3 separate regions of the Sus scrofa genome follow, and regions 2 and 3 are each linked to region 1. A link is a contact called in public promoter capture Hi-C data. All regions are on one chromosome and are shown on one strand. The core of a region is the stretch at or near the end of the contact, and the rest is flanking DNA. Distances in the headings are between cores, read along the strand shown. Region 1 holds the start of ZNF787 (zinc finger protein 787). Region 2 holds the start of ZNF581 (zinc finger protein 581). Region 3 holds the start of U2AF2 (U2 small nuclear RNA auxiliary factor 2).

Region 1 (5,070 bases), core at 1,819-4,318:
GCACTCGCCACCCATGTCCCCGCCACTTGGGAAAGTGACACCTGAAATGAGAGGCTGGGCCTCAGAGTTCCCTGAGCCAGCCCCCCACATATATAAATCTTCGCAACAGCATGCCCCACTGGAGGCAGGGCCCAGAGTCCCCCACCTAAGAGACCTTCAAAACAGCCTGTCTCCCCGAGGCCCAAAGAAATGAGTCCACAGAGGTGAGAGCACCACGGTAAAGGCCCGGGGTCTGGAATCACACAGGTCCGAGCTCCTGAGCTGCTGTGGGGCCTCGGGCTCCGACCCACCCCCTAGGACGGGGGTGACCACCTCCACGCCAGAGCATCCAAGGGCTTAGGACAGTGAGTACCAGGCACAGGGCCAGACGCCTGCCAAGTGCTCAGCAAGAGGGTCAGATCTGCAGTGTGTCTCCACCAGGAGGCCAGGGCCACCGCTGACTCCCAGGGGCAGTGCCTGGCACGTGCCCTGGCAGGCAGGCAGGAGACCTCAGGCAGCACCAAAGGACGAACAGTGGGGTCTAGGGGGCTGGGAGCCACGTCTGAGCACCGGTGCCCATCAGTGACCACCAAACAGCAGGGGACAGCCAGGCAGTTGCTAGAGGCCATGAACTGCCTGCCCAGCGCTCCCCTGAGTCCCAGGGTCCTCTTGGCCAAGTCCCTTCTGTCCTTCAAGACTCCCCTGACATCCTTCCTGGCCAGAAGGCACACCCTCCGGGCCCCAGGCTCCCAGGGCTGTCCTGGCAAACATCCCCTGGGGGCCTTCCGAGCACATCTCTCTGGGCTGCTCCAGGACAAGAAGCGCGGCCCAGCAGAGCTTCAGGAAACCTGGGCCAAGTGATACTTTCCCACCTCACAGCAGAGCACCTCGCCAGGCCCGGCCGTGTGCGGCGGCCTTGATGGACTGGCCTTATCCAGGGGATGGTCGGCTGTGCGCTCCACCTTGGGGGACTGAGGAGGAAAAAGAGCCTGGGAAAGGGGAAGTGGCAGGTCCAAGGTCACGCGGCTGGAAGAGACGGAGCCCAGGAAGGCCCAGAAGCCTTTCTGCACACTTAACACCCTTTCCTGAGATCTGCTCTGGCTCCGTTCCTACCAAGGTCAATACTATTATTACCAACCCTGCTCTATTTGAGCAGAAACTGAGAAGTTACTAGTCCTATGAAGTCACAAAGGGGATGAAATGGTGGAGCTGGGAGTGGAACCCAGGTCTGTCTGACCCCAGAGCTCTGAACTAACACACTGCAGGCCGCTCCTGGGTCCAGCACCACGATAAACCCTTCCTGTTCTCCAGCTCTGGGCAGGGGTTAGATCTGGAAGGCTTCCAGAAGGAAAAGGGCTAAGACGGCTAACACAGGAGGAAGCTGATCTGAATGTTCTCTGGGGCTGAGGCAGGACCAGAAGGACCGCAGCAGAGGCAGGTAGGTGAACGCCAGCTGCCTTTAACCCAAGAGGCTTACAGTCTTACAGAGGAGATAAGCCCGGATCAAGAGCAACTGCCTCCCTCGGGGGAGGCCCAACCCAACACCCAGTGGGATCCTCAGGACAGCCCAACGCAGGACCCGGCACCAAGAACCACATGGAAAACACAAACCAACTCAGTCCCTTCCTAAAACGCTGACTGCCTCTCTGGACTGGCTGGCAGGAGTGTCTTCCCTGGCTCCCTCGACCACCTGGATGGGCACGGGAAAGGGGAGGGGCACGGATGCCTCCAGGAGCCTCAGGGCCCGCCCCCTCCGGACTCTTGTTCTTCTCCTCGTCCGTGGTGCCCAGCACTGGGCCGGAACTAGAAGAGCCTCTGTCCACACTCGCCGTGGCTCACTTTTCCGTCTGATCACGCTATCCCCAGCTTGCCTGGCCCCGTGGGCCCGAGAGGCACTCATCTCTACAAACTGGGGCGTCCCCCTTTGTGGCCAAGACTGGGGCGGGGGTACGGGAGCGCGGTTCGACGCCCAAGAGGCTCTGAGGTGGCCATCGGGCCCGGCCACCTTCCTCGCCCTGCCTCGCGGGACACGCGGTGCCTGACCTTGGCCCAGCCACTTCCCCTCCGCCGCACGCGCTTCCTGCCGCCCCCGCGCTGGGGCGAATGAATGAGCCTCCCACCGGCCGGAACGCCCGTAATTACCGGCCGGATCAAAGGCCGCACGCAGCCCGCCCCGGGCGGCAACGGGACCAGACTCCTTTGAAAAGGGGAAGGAGTGGGGGCAAGCGGGGGGCCAAGACAAGCCCGTCCTGGGGCTGCCGTTTCCGGTCAGGCCGGCTGAGCCCGCGAGGCCCCCTCCCCCACCGGGGCCTCAACTTCCCCCGGGAGTCGCCACCACTTCCGGCCACGACCGGCCGGGGAGGCTGGGGGGACGCGGCGGCCCCGCCCCCCGAGCCCCTGGCGCAGCGCGCGCTCCGGCCCGGGCGCGCTCCCCAGGCGCACCCCCCTTCCCGCGCCCGCGCGCTCCCCGAAGCCCCTCCCGGCGCCCCCGCCCCGCCCCGCGTCAGCGGCCGCGCGCCCACTCACGCCCCCCCAGCGGCGCGCACGCGCACTCGCCCGCCCAGTCGCGCTCGCCTCCCGCCTCCCCGCCCGCCCCCCGGCGGCAGCCCGGCGCCCCGAGGCGCGCGCCCACCCAGCCCCGGGCGCACGCCCCCCGCCCTCGCGCCCTCCCCTCACCTCCTCGGTCCCGGGGCCGCCGTGCCGCACTCCTCCTCCTCTCTCCTCCCTTGCGGATGGTGGCAGCGGCGGCAGCGGCGACTCAGACCCTGGGGTCAGGGGGACGGGCGCCCAGGCCGGAAGTGACCTTCCTGGACGCTTCCGCCCGCGCCGCTCCCCCCTCCCCTTCCCCCCCTCCAGCCTCCACCCCGTCCTCGCCGCTCTAGGAGGCGAGCCCGGCGACCCCCTAGCCGCCGCCCCCCCAGCTCTATGGTGCGGAGCGGGCGCCCCAGGGAGCCACTTCCGGACGCGTCTAGGACCCGGGTCCTCCGTCCATGCTCTATGGCGCCGCGCGCTGAGGGGCTTCGGGCCCCGCCCCCTTCCAGGACAGGAGGCGCGGGCTCGGCCCGTTAGGCGGAGACTTCCGGGTGTCTAGGGAGGTGCCCCCCGCCCCCACGCCCGGCTCTCGCGCCTGCGCGGTCGTGTCCCCGCGTCAGCCCCGGGTGGGGAGGTGTCGGGGAGGGTGGCCGCGGAGGCCGCTCGTGCCGCTCCGGATCCTCCCGTCGTCTCTATCATTGTAACCCCTTCCCTGCCGACGCTGTTCGCAGTGGCCGGAGCCCGCGCGCCCGGAGGGGCCCCTCGTCGGCCATCCTGGTCCTTTCCCTACCGGACTGAGCGCTTCAGGCTCCTCGCGATGTCGCGTCCACCGCTTAAGCCCGTTTCCTCCGGTCTAAAGCAACGATAACACATTGTGCGCCTGCAAGGGCTTTGTTAACCTGGTCCCCTTTGCAGATACCTTGGGGAAAGTCACAGACCGAGAATGCGGAGCCTGGGCTCGAACCCGTGGAGTCTGGCTCCAAGGTCTTGTATTGAACCGTACCTATGCATACTGCCTCTTATAACGGAATGTGGATCAGAGCAGCTACGGATTCACCTACTCCCGGGCATGTGCGGCAGGCCCTTTGTAAAGCACTCTCTAGATGTGAGCTGTTTTTGTCAGTATTATGTTTATTAAAATTCTTGTTTAGACCAAGGTATCCTTACAGGCTAGGTTCTCCCAGTCCCTTCCCGGGTCTGTAGTTGGCTGGCTCTCACCTAAGCGACAGATGAATTCTCCTTATTGTTTATAACAATTTTCTTATCGCCATCGCTGAAACAGTCATAGGCTTGGAAGTTACAAAGATGTAGATGCAAGATCGGCCTGTTGAAGCTTCAGTGTAACCAGACGATCTATGTAACTTTGTTTACTTCAATACCCGGCTCATCATAAGCGCTCAGTGAAAATGGTAGTGATTAGTGTTACTTACTGTTGGTATCATTTCTACTGCCATCACGGCTGTATGTCCGTCCTCAAGTCTCGCTCAGCATCAATCATAAGACGTGCATTGTTGCTTCAATAACATCCTCTCAGAAAAAAAGAAAAAATACTGTACAAAATGCACGCGTAAATAGTAAGATGTGTCTGTGTCTAACCTTCAGAAATCCTTCAAAAGTAAAATTTTAAATGCGTCTTAGACTGGAGAGAAAGTGCTATCACCATAGCAGTACCTATGGATTATTATCATGGGTATGAACTTGACCCCATGAGACCTGAGTATAAGAAAGTTCACCCGTCTGTGCTGTTCTGAACCAGATCACTCAGGACTTGCCTGCAACGGCCTGGTTGGTGCAGGGGACAGCTACCCCTCTCCCACCTTCCGGTTACCCACCTCCCACCTGGCAGAACTGAGAACCCAATGGCAAGATCTGGATTCCCAGATGGAAACCATATGTGGAGGATGGCAGAGAAACAAGCGAGAAGGAGCAAGATCGAGGCTTGATGCCTTTGTGAAAAGGAGGCGCTGCACTGGCTGAGACGTTACAGGAGAAAAATTGCTTTCTATCTCATGTAAACCATTGCTAATTCCAAATCTCTGGTAAGACAACCAAACCAATACTATTGGAATGTTTCCTAAACGTAGGACAGGGTTGAGAGAGAGATGGCTCATTCACCACAAAACCTGCTCTTTCCTTTCAATGTAGGGATGGATGCCTGGAATGCAACTTCCCACCCATGGACTACATTGCCCAGTCCCCTTGGCATCTAAGTGTGGATCTGTGATTGGTTCCCACCAATAGAATAGCAGTGGAAGTGACACTGGCAGTTTCCAGGCCAAGGCTCTTAAGAAATGAGCATGCCTGCTCCATATGCCTTCCCCTCTTGTCGGTTGGATACAGATGAAAACAAGGCCCTAGGGAATGGTGGAACCCCACCCCACCCCAAAACACAGGGTCCTTCAATAGTCATCTCATGGAGACACTCTCCATCACCCAATACCCAGCGTCCATCCAAGACTGTCACATGATCAAGAAATAAATACATGTCTGATCTGCACACCCAAGTTACAGCAGCATTCATCCAAAAGAAGGAAACCGCCTAAGCCTCCTCTGATGAAT
Region 2 (5,070 bases), core at 1,026-3,525, 700 kb before region 1:
GTGCGCTGGTGCTTGCGGAAGTTGGAGGAGTTGTTGAAGGTGCGATCACAGAGGGTGCAGCGGAAGGGCCGCTCGCCGGTGTGGATGCGCGCGTGGCCGCTCAGCACCGAGGACTGGGTGAAGCCCTTGCCGCACACGCCGCAGTGGTAGGGCCGCTCGCCCGTGTGCACCCGCTCGTGGTCGCGCATGTCTGAGGAGCGGCGGAAGGGCTTGGCGCAGAACCTGCAGGCGAAAGGCTTCCCCACCGCCGCGCCTGCCGCCGCCGCGGCCATCACCACCTCCGACCTCTCCTGCGCCAGGCCGGGCCGCTGTTCCCGAGCCGCCGCCGCCTCTGGAGGCCGTTGCGAGGTCCCCGGCTCCACCCCGTGTCGGTGCTGGTGCCGCAGCAGAGGCGCCAGGGCCTTGAAGGCCCGGGGGCAGAGCGGGCAGCGGTAGGGCCGCTCTCCCGTGTGCAGGCTGTAGTGGGCACGGAGGCTGGCGGGCCCTGGACAGCTGCGGCCACAGACGTGACACCGGCTCGGGTCCCCACCCTGCCCGCCGCCCTCAGCTCCCGCCAAGTGGCCATGTTCGTGGAACAGCAGCTCGGAGACCAGCCGGAAGACAGCTGGGCACAAGGCACAGTGGAGAGAACCTGGCTCTGGGGGCTCAGGTACCAGCGTGGTGTCGGTCACCTTCACCACCTGGATCTCGACGAGGTCGCTCGGGGGGGTGGCCGGGCGGCCATCATCAGGCACCAGGACCTGGGTGAGGGGGAGAAGAAACAGAGGAGCCTGTGGCCTCTGCCTCAAGGCCTCCCCACCTGATTATTAAAACACCTCCCTTTTGTAGCATGCTGGATCCCTCGATTTCTAGATTCAGCTCTCCGCTGCTTCCCCGGCCCGGGATTCTGTTACGTGCCTTTGAAGACTTCCCCTCCCGTCTGAAATGGTCCACAGATCCAGCCATCTCTCTCCTCCATCCCAGTGAAAAGCCAATTACCTCACTGCACCTTTTTTTTTTTTTTTTTTTTTTTTGAGGGGGCCTCCCTCGCAGCAGGCCTATGATCCTGGGCCAGGGATTGAACCCGTGCCACAGCAGCGACCCAAGGTGCCACAGCAGCGACCCAAGGTGCCACAGCAGCAACGCAAGCTGCCACAGCACCAACGTGGAATCCTCGGGCCACTGGGGAACTTCATAAGGCAAACATTCTTTGCCAAGTGTCCTGAACCTCTGACTGCCTCTGGTCCTCTGCCTGGCTCCCTCATAACCCATTTTCCCAAAGCAGCCTTAATGACCTTTTGAAAACGGGAACAGATGGAAGTCATTTTCCCATTCGCAACCCTCCCATGACACCCACTGCACTTAAAATCCAAAGCCTTAATTCATATCCATCACGATCTGCCTCCCGCTTATCTCTCTGGCCCCAGTGTAAATATAAGCCGGCACACAGCTGACTTCTCTCTCGACTAAATTTAGCTCCCCTCCGCGCCGCTCTATCAGCTCACTCTTTATCGAACATAACACAATAAGACTTCTTTATTGTCTCTCTCCTCTTCTGGGCTGCAAGCTCCAAGAGGATAGTTTATTTGCCGCCTTCACCTCTCCATCTGTCTAGCCCAAGTGGGAGCACAGTAAATGTCTGCTGAATGAAAGACTGTCCTCAGATACGCTCTCAGCCTGAGTGGGGTCCAAAGGCAGCTGGAGCAGGCACTTCTGCCCCCAAATCCTCTCTTGGGTAGCACTTAGACTCTTGCAGAATCATCCCCCTACCCCGAAGTGGGTGACCCAACCATAACCCCACACCCTTCTCTTCCAGGGTCACCTTCCCAACCTTCCACCCAGGTTCCGGAACCCTAAAATTCATGAGGTCCCGCCCTCTGAAGGCTCCGCCCCCTCATTAGACAAACTCAATCCCTCGGACTCCTCGCTCGGGTGGATCCCTCTCCAGTTCTGACTTGGCCCGCCCACCCTCCTCCTCCGGCCACGCCCCTCCAACCTCACACCGCCCCCACGAGAAGCCCCGCCCCCAGGGCCATAGCCCTAAATACCTCCCCCGCCCAGCTCTAAGCCCCACCCCCACCCCTGCGACCTCCTGCCGCCTAGAGCCCCCGCGCCGGGGCCCTTCCTCGCCCGCACCAGGTCCGGAGGTTCCGGGGATCGCGGCTCCGGGCCCGCTGAGCTCAGACTCGGCGACTCCGGGCGCGCGGCAGCCATCTTGTCCCCAGGCCCCGCCCCCAATGCCAGAGGTCAATCCGGAGGGGGTGGGGCCTAGGCTGGCGTCGGGGCCCCGCGCAGGCGGCCTGGAGGAGGGGCGGGGCTTCCCGGGAGCTGGCTCTCTCCATCCCCAGGGAGAAAGTGGTGAATTTCTTCCTAATTGCCTGTCAGTGCCCCCAAGAGACAGCCTGCGTGGGGCGCTGGGGTGGCTCTGAGCTAATTCTTTTGTGTACGTGTCTTTTTAGGGCGAACCCGCAGCGTATAGAGGTTCCCAGACTAGGAATCGAATCGCAACTGCACCTGCCGGCCTGCACCACAGCCACAGCAACGCTGGATCCTTAACCCCCTGAGCGGAACCACGGATCCCTCCTGATTTTGTCGGGTTCGTTTGTGCCAGGCCACGACGGGAACTCTCCTGTGAGCTAATTCTAATTTCTTTTTTTTTTTTTTTTTTTTGGTCTTTTTGCTATTTCTTGGGCCGCTCCCACGGCATATGGAGGTTCCCAGGCCAGGGGTCTAATCGGAGCTGTAGCCACAGGCCTACGCCAGAGCCACAGCAACGCGGGATCCGAGCCGCGTCTGCAACCTACACCACAGCTCACGGCAACGCCGGATCGTTAACCCACTGAGCAAGGGCAGGGACCGAACCTGCAACCTCATGGTTCCTAGTCGGATTCGCTAACCACTGCGCCACGACGGGAACTCCCTAATTTCTCTTTTTAATCTCCATGAGTAGGCTCTGGCGGTCACTTGACACCAGAATTGAACAACCTTTGTTGTGTTCACACTACACGTTTTTGTGGTCACCTACTCCCTGGTTCGAGATAACTCAGTGAGGCAAAGGTTACAAATGTAAGGACTTTTAAGTCCCTTTGCAAAAATATACTGAACCGACTGCCACACTAGTGGTACTGGGATTCATTAGCAAGTATCCACAGGTTGTGTGAAGTTTGGGAAATGCGCCTTTGAAGGCAAGAGCCCAAGGGCAGGGGTTTTCGGCAGTTACAAGGACAGGGCTGAGGGCTCAGCTGTCCAGTTACTCGTTCCTTGGCCCGGCTGTGTGACCTTGGAGAGGTCATCGCGCTACTTCTGACCATGCCTGCATTTATGCATACATCTGTAGAGGGTTGCGAAACCCACTAAAACAGAGAGATGCGAGATCGCTGGAACACTCTTAAATTGTTTTCCTGGAAGGGCAGGGTGGATGACTGAACGTGACGATCATGCGCAAATTCGGTTCTCCCTCTTTAGGGAACATGATAGGGTTGTATTTTCCTTTGCAGTTAGACGTGGCCACGTGGTTTTCTTTGCCCAGTGAAATGACAGTGGAAGCGGTAGGTGTCCACTTCAGCACAAGGTAAGAGTCTGCTGAAATGTTCACCGCTTTTTGTTCCTGCTTGGGAATCTGTTTCCATTAGACGAAATTCCAGGGTGTGTGACCAGAACCTGGTGCAAGTCTTCCTCGGATAGATAGCATTTAAAATACTCATTTGGGGAGTTCTCTTCGTGGCTCAGTGGTTAACAACCTGACTAGGATCCATGAGGATGCATGTCTGATCCCTGGCTTTGTGCAGTGGGTTAAGGATCCGGCGTTGCCGTGAGCTGTGGTGTAGGTTGCAGACGTGGCTCAGATCCCGCGTTGCTGTGGCTCTGGCGTAGGCCGGCAGCTACAGCTGCGATTCACCCCCTAGCCTGGGAACCTCCATATGCCGTGGGAGCAAAAAAAAAAAAAAAAAAACAAAAGAAAAGAAAAATTCAGAAGTATATAAATAGCTCCCTGTACTCCTTAATGAACTTAAACCATACAACTTTACAGATGCAATCTCAGCCATCTGTGTAACATCCCCTTCTCTTGCCTCCTTCCCCTTATGAGATTTTGCATTTCCTTTCTTACTTTCTTTCTTTTTTTTTTTTTGTCTTTTTTTGCTATTTCTTGGGCCGCTCCCGAGGCATATGGAGGTTCCTAGGCTAGGGGTTGAATCGGAGCTGCAGCCATCGGCCTACGCCAGAGCCACAGCAACGCTGGATCCGAGCCGCGTCTGCGACCTACAGCACAGACCACAGCAATGCCGGATCGTTAACCCACTGAGCAAGGGCAGGGACCGAACCCGAAACCTCATGGTTCCTAGTCGGATTTGTTAACCACTGCGCCACGACGGGAACTCCCGAGATTTTGCATTTTCTGTTTATCATTCCCACACATGTCTTCTTTGGTTTGCTCCGTACATGAAATGATGCCATATTGTTCTGCTTATGCTAACACTTTTGGGATAAATGATATCACTTCAGGGGAGTTCCTGTCGTGACGCCGTGGTTAACGAATCCGACGAGGAACCACGAGGTTGTGGGTTCGATCCCTGGCCTTGCTCAGTGGGGTAAGGATCCGGCGTTGCCGTGAGCTGTGGTGCAGGTCGAAGACGCGGCTCGGATCCCGCATTGCTGTGGCTCTGGCATAGGCCGGCGGCTGCAGCTCCGATTCGACTCCTAGCCTGTAACCTCCATATGCCGCAGGATCGACTCAAGAAATGGCAAAAAAGACAAAAACAACAACAACAACAACAACAAAGATATCACTTCAGTGTAACCTTCTCTAGCTCCCCCAGCTCCCCAACACACACACACACGTTTTTACATTTGTAAACATCAGTGCTTGTAATCGAGTCACTGTCAGTACCGGTGTGATGTCCTGATCACGGTCAAGCCACCTTGCATTTCTTCCTTCTCCTGTTGATGGGCATTGGTTTGGGTCCAGTTTTTTTTTCCTTCTTATTGAAGTATAGTTGATTTATGATACTTTGTCAGCATCACCTGTACAGCCAAGTGATTCAGGATACACACACACACACGTATCACCTCTTGTTTATTCATTCCTTTGGA
Region 3 (5,070 bases), core at 1,921-4,420, 670 kb before region 1:
CTCAGACCCCGAGTCCGCCGCGTCCTCGCTCAGTGGAGCGTCTGAGGAAGGCAGTAACGTCGAGCGGAAGAGGCAGAAGCAGAAAGGAGGCACGGGCCGGAGACGTTTCGGGAAGCCCAAGGCCCGGGAGCGGCAGCGAGGTGAGTGAGGCATGGGATGGAGGCTTGGGGGTCTGGGCTGGGGACCAGCTGTGTTACCTCCAAAGAACTCTCCCTTCCCCGAGCCTGAGTCTCCCATTGGCAAACAGAGATCTGATTCTCCTGTCCCTGCCTCCGTGCTGGTCGGCTCTCACTGCCACCTGCCACGTGACCTTCCTGAGCCTCAGGCTCCTGTCAGGAACAGGGGAGGGGGTGATGGCTTAGGTGGGCTGGGACGCATCCCTTTACCCACTCCCTCGTTCGCTTTCCCGCCTCATCCCCGTCTCTGGGCCCACCTTCTCCGGTTTTCTGGTCTGCCCTGTCTCCATTTCACCCACCTGGTGTAACTCCCATTGCTCTTTCTCCTGATCTGTTTTGTTCTCCTGGTCTCCTCTCTGCTCCTTGCCTGTCTCTGTCCTTCTGGCGTTTATGTCCCCTCTCTCCATTGCTTTCCTCTTGTCTCCTATGGCTGCATCCCCTTCTTGTCCTACTTCCTTTCTCTGCCTGCCCCCTCCATGTCTGTCTCTCTCTTCCCGCCGCCTGGCCCTGCAGTGAAGGACGCGGACGGTGTGCTCTGCCGCTACAAAAAGATCCTAGGCACCTTCCAGAAGCTGAAGAGCATGTCTCGGGCCTTCGAGCACCACCGAGTGGACCGCAACACCGTGGCGCTGACCACGCCCATCGCGGAGCTGCTCATCGTCGCCCCCGAGAAGCTGGCCGAGGTGGGCGAGTTCGACCCCTCCAAGGAGCGTCTGCTGGAATATTCGCGCCGGTGCTTCCTGGCCCTTGACGACGAGACCCTGAAGAAGGTGCAGGCCCTCAAGAAGAGCAAGCTGCTGCTTCCCATCACTTACCGCTTCAAGCGGTGATCCCGCCATCTGGCCCAGGACACGCCCTCTGGCCCCCACTTCCCTCCTCTTCGGCCCCCCGGCACCCGGGCAAGCGTGTGCATGAGTGGTGCACCCATGACGAGGGCGTCGAGGGTGGGCGGCTTGTTTCTGCCCGTCCTCTCTCCTTCCCCTGCTGTAGACCGCCGTTCCCTCCTCAGGCTCCCGGTACATAGATCTGCCCCCTCTGCCTCCCACATTCCTAGCGTCCTCCCCTTTCTCCGCATTCCCGGGGTTGGGGGCGGTCCTCCTTTAGAAAAAGTTCCCAAGAATTATCAAGGGACCAGATCCTACCCTTTCCTAAACACTGGTACCCCCTCCCACTTGAGCGGGACTGTCCTGCCCTCACAGGGCCCTTCCTCCTGGGACCCTGCGGGGCAGAGGGGCACTGTACACATCCCGTCTCCGCCCCCGGACCCGAGGAGTGGCCGGCCCACCAGCCCGCCCTGCAAGGAGCTCCCCACCCGCATTCCGGGACAGCCCTGAGTCCACGTGAGAGAGAATTATTAAGAGAATTTAAATTAAAAAGAGGTGATAAAATTTGGAATAAACCAGGCCCCGGCCTCTTGCTGGGAGGGGGTGGCTGTTGCCGCGGAGACAGTGACAGGGGCTCCAGGGGGGGCTCCGGGGAGCGGATGGTCAGGCGGGAAATGGGGAGGTTGGGGAGACAAGGTGTAATTAGTCCCCCAGAGGCAGGAGTGGGAGGAGAGAAGCAGCTGTGCCCTGAACAACTCGGAGGAGCAGAACTCCGGGAAGGAGGCATGAGCCGACTTGGACCAGAGGCAAGGCGGCAGAAGGCGGGACTCAATGACTTTTGGGAGAGGCGACCATCGAGGGGAGCGGGGAGCTCTGAACAGAGACTGCCTCCAGGAGGCGGTAAAGCGAGATTCTCTGTCTCCCGGAAGTGCCCGCTGCGTGGCTAGCAGCGTCGGCGCGGTTGGGGGGGGGAACGCTCGCTTGTGTGGTTGCCACGGCAACCGCAAGGGGGCGGCCTTGCTCAACGGTCGGGAATGTAGTCCCTTCCCTGGAGGAAGGAAATCTCGCGCACGCGCGCTCGGGCTGTGGCCCCGACGACCCGCCCCCCCTCTCCGAACAGTGAGAGGTCTCGGTTCAGACCGATCTCTACGCAGGCGCAGAGGCTCTCTCGCGCTCGCCCCTTCCACTTTGCGCATGCGCACAAAGCCGCGCTGGCAACCTCCGCAGCAGCCGCGCGCACTCTTCACTCCGCTGGCTGCTTTTGTCTCGCGAAACCTTCTTAGGCGCTTCTCAACATCGGTCCTTCTTTTCCTCCCATCGCCCCACAGGGAGAGCCGGGTGCTGAGAGCCGAGACCCTGCCTCTTCTTTTCCTTTCCCCTGACCCACCTCGCCTCTGTCCTCCCTCCCTTTTTGGTTCCCGGAGCCGGAAGGAGCCGAAGCGCCCACGGAAAAAGCCGAAGGTGTCTGCTGTGAGTCCTTCCCCAGGCGGTGGCGGAAGGAGCCGAAGTTCTCCGAAAGGGGGAGGAGGTTGCTCTTGGAATCTCCGGAAAGAGCCGAAGTTTGGAAACGGGTTTAATCTCTGGTTGGGCCCGAGGGGGAGCGCCAGAGACCTTCGGAAAGTGCCGAAATCCGGGACGGTTAGGATTGTCGGAAGTGGCCGATTGCTTGGACAGGGCCGTTGGGAAAGAGAGGGTAGAATCCGTGGAAGCAGCCAAAGACGGACGGTTTGAGTTCTTGGAAGAAGCTGAATTCTAAGTGGGGAGTCTGGGTGCTAGGAATGCGAGGACCTACGGAAACATCCGAACGTTGAAGAGCTACTATCCGAAAAGTTACGAAAACCTGAGAAGCCTGCGAAACCCTCGCTTCGGGTGTTTTCGGAAGCAGCCGAAGTCGCCTCTCCCTTCGCTCCTCCACGGTCCGGAAATAGCCGACGCGTTTCGGAGCCAGGCCCTGGGGGGAGGTGCGCCTCGTGGGCGGGCCGGCGGGGAGAGGGGCGGAGCCGGGGCGGGGCTGGGCGGGCGGCAGGGGCTTGATTAGGTAGGAGGCGGTGGAACGCCGGCGGCGGCCGGAAGTAGCCGAAGCAAGCGGCGGAAGTAGCCGAAGCGGCCGGATCGGGCGCGCGGCAAGGCGAGGCGAGAGCTACACAGGGCCCTACGCGGCCGCCTCAGCATGTCGGACTTCGACGAGTTCGAGCGGCAGCTCAACGAGAATAAGCAAGGTGAGGGCGCCGGGGGTGCGGGGCGGCGGGCGGGGCGGCTCTCGGCTTCCCCCTGTGTCCCCCGCCATTTTCCCCCTCGCTTCCCCCCCTTAGGCCCGCACGGCGCCCCCCCACCCCGCGGTGCGCGCCTTACTCACGTGACCGCCCGGCGTGCCGCCGCGCGGGAGGGGAGGGGGCGGCGGGCGCATGCGCGCCGCGTTCGGTTCCGCGCCCCACGTGGCCCCCGGCGCGGGTGGCGCGGGCGCCGCAGGCTGTCGGGAGTCCGTTGCGGACTTATTTTCTATTTTTTTAATTTGGAAAGGAGATTATGTAGATTGGGTCCCGCAACCCCTCCTTTTCTCCCGATGCCCTCGCACTTCCGCTTCCGGCCGGGCCCGCGGCCGGTGTCTCCACGCCCCCTTTGTTCCAAAATGGCGGTTGGAGCCCCCCTTCACGTGGGCGCATGCAGGGCCGCGGTGTGGGCCCTTCTCGCACCGCCGCCCTTCGCGCCTTTCCTGGGGGCTAGTCGCCGGGGTCCCTTCCAGCCTAACGTGGGTGATGCGGTGTCTCCTGGGAGAGGTCCGCACTGTGCGTTTTCAGTGTTCCTCCCGCACGCGGTTCTCCCTCGCGCCGTCGCGCCAGGCACAGTGTGGCGTGTCTGCCCCCCATATCTCCTCAGTTAGACAGGTCCCCTGTTCTGTACGAGCCCACCCTCCGGGCGCCGCGTGTGTCCGCCTTTTCAACGTGGCGATAAAGAGACAGGCTCGGAGCGAGTAGGGAGACTTAGCTCAGTTGGGAGGATGGGAGGCAAAGTCCCTCCGGTGATGCGGAGTCCAAGTAGGAGGCCGAGCTAGTGCCGACTAGTTTGGACACCCCACGAATGTTAGAACAAACTTAGGCCTGGAGGAGGTGGCGAGCGCGAGGCCTAAGCTCCTTGTGGTCAGAGGACTGCACAGGGGGCGGGGGGCGCTGGGGTTCCCCTTTCAGCCCAGTCTGCAGTTGGGAGCAGGTGGCTGGTTTAGGAGGAGACAGCGCCTGGGGAAGACGAAGTCGGGTTTCGGAGTGCCCACGGGGTGTCTGTACACGTTGTAACGCTTCACAGCACAGGCTTTGGAGGGGAGGAGACTTGGCTTCTAGTACCTGCTTTGTTGCTAAGTAGTTGTGGAACTTTAACACGTCTATGCTTTTTTTTTTTTTTTTTAATCCTTTTCTTGTGTGTAGTGGCTGTTAAATAGGTATGTGTCTTTATTACCGGTTTCTGGAGTCAATGGTGATGGCAGTACTGATAGTGCTTTGCTAAGCTTTTACACGGCTTATTTAAGTAGATGGTCAACAGCCGTGGGGGACTGACATGACTTCCTTTCCTTTGCAGAGGAGGAAGCAGGCTCAGAAAGCTTGAAAAACTTTCTTTGGTTTTAGCTGGTGAGAGTTGCAGCTGAGGTTAAGTGAGGTAATGTGTGTACAGTGTGTGGCATACGGTCTGGCATTCGTTAAGTGCCTAACGAGGAGTATTGTGAAATGATCCCTAGTGAAATTTCTTAGGAAGGTAATGGAGAGGCTGCCCTGAGCTGCCTCAGAGGTGGTGTCAGAGTTGGGACAGCAGGGAGAGGTGCTTTCCCAGCGTCATTATCCCATGTCCCACACTTGGGGCGGGATGAGCGTCGTTTAAAAGACCGGGAACACTGAGGTTGGAAGGTACGGTTGCTGTTTTGTGGTTTTATGCAGTTGGTAGACAGAAGAGCTGAAGCTGATCCTGAGTCTGGCTGCAAAACCACGTGCCCCTAGGCTGGACTGCTAGATGGAACTGAATGAACCTTCCTTGGGGCACTTGCACACGTGCTGCTTGGTTTCTCTTGGGTGTCCCCACTGGTA

The links. Promoter capture Hi-C pulls out the DNA fragments that hold promoters and counts their contacts.
Region 2: a promoter capture Hi-C map of liver shows a contact between it and region 1, with 4 times the contacts expected there. The contact joins the promoter of ZNF581 here to the promoter of ZNF787 in region 1. A contact is called at or near these places in 1 of 5 promoter capture datasets (liver) and 1 of 2 datasets of contacts at active chromatin or transcription factors (alveolar macrophages).
Region 3: a promoter capture Hi-C map of fetal liver shows a contact between it and region 1, with 5 times the contacts expected there. The contact joins the promoter of U2AF2 here to the promoter of ZNF787 in region 1. A contact is called at or near these places in 3 of 5 promoter capture datasets (fetal liver, fetal skeletal muscle and liver), 5 of 47 Hi-C or Micro-C datasets (alveolar macrophages, embryonic fibroblasts, liver and 2 more) and 2 of 2 datasets of contacts at active chromatin or transcription factors (alveolar macrophages and skeletal muscle).

What each region holds. Positions count from the first base shown.
Region 1 is chr6:60,443,043-60,448,112 of Sscrofa11.1, forward strand. It overlaps ZNF787 (zinc finger protein 787), which reads right to left and starts at 3,069. Exons shown (of 3, transcript XM_021095112.1): 1 at 2,656-3,069.
Region 2 is chr6:59,739,137-59,744,206 of Sscrofa11.1, forward strand. It overlaps ZNF581 (zinc finger protein 581), which reads left to right and starts at 2,276. Exons shown (of 5, transcript XM_021095062.1): 1 at 2,276-2,359; 2 at 3,477-3,550. ZNF784 (zinc finger protein 784) reads right to left here and starts at 2,229. Exons shown (of 2, transcript XM_003356071.4): 1 at 2,116-2,229; 2 at 1-740. The coding sequence starts at 2,193.
Region 3 is chr6:59,771,020-59,776,089 of Sscrofa11.1, forward strand. U2AF2 (U2 small nuclear RNA auxiliary factor 2) reads left to right here and starts at 3,171. Exons shown (of 12, transcript NM_001315804.1): 1 at 3,171-3,219. The coding sequence starts at 3,171. It overlaps CCDC106 (coiled-coil domain-containing protein 106), which reads left to right. Exons shown (of 7, transcript XM_021095056.1): 6 at 1-140; 7 at 690-1,575. The coding sequence ends at 1,006.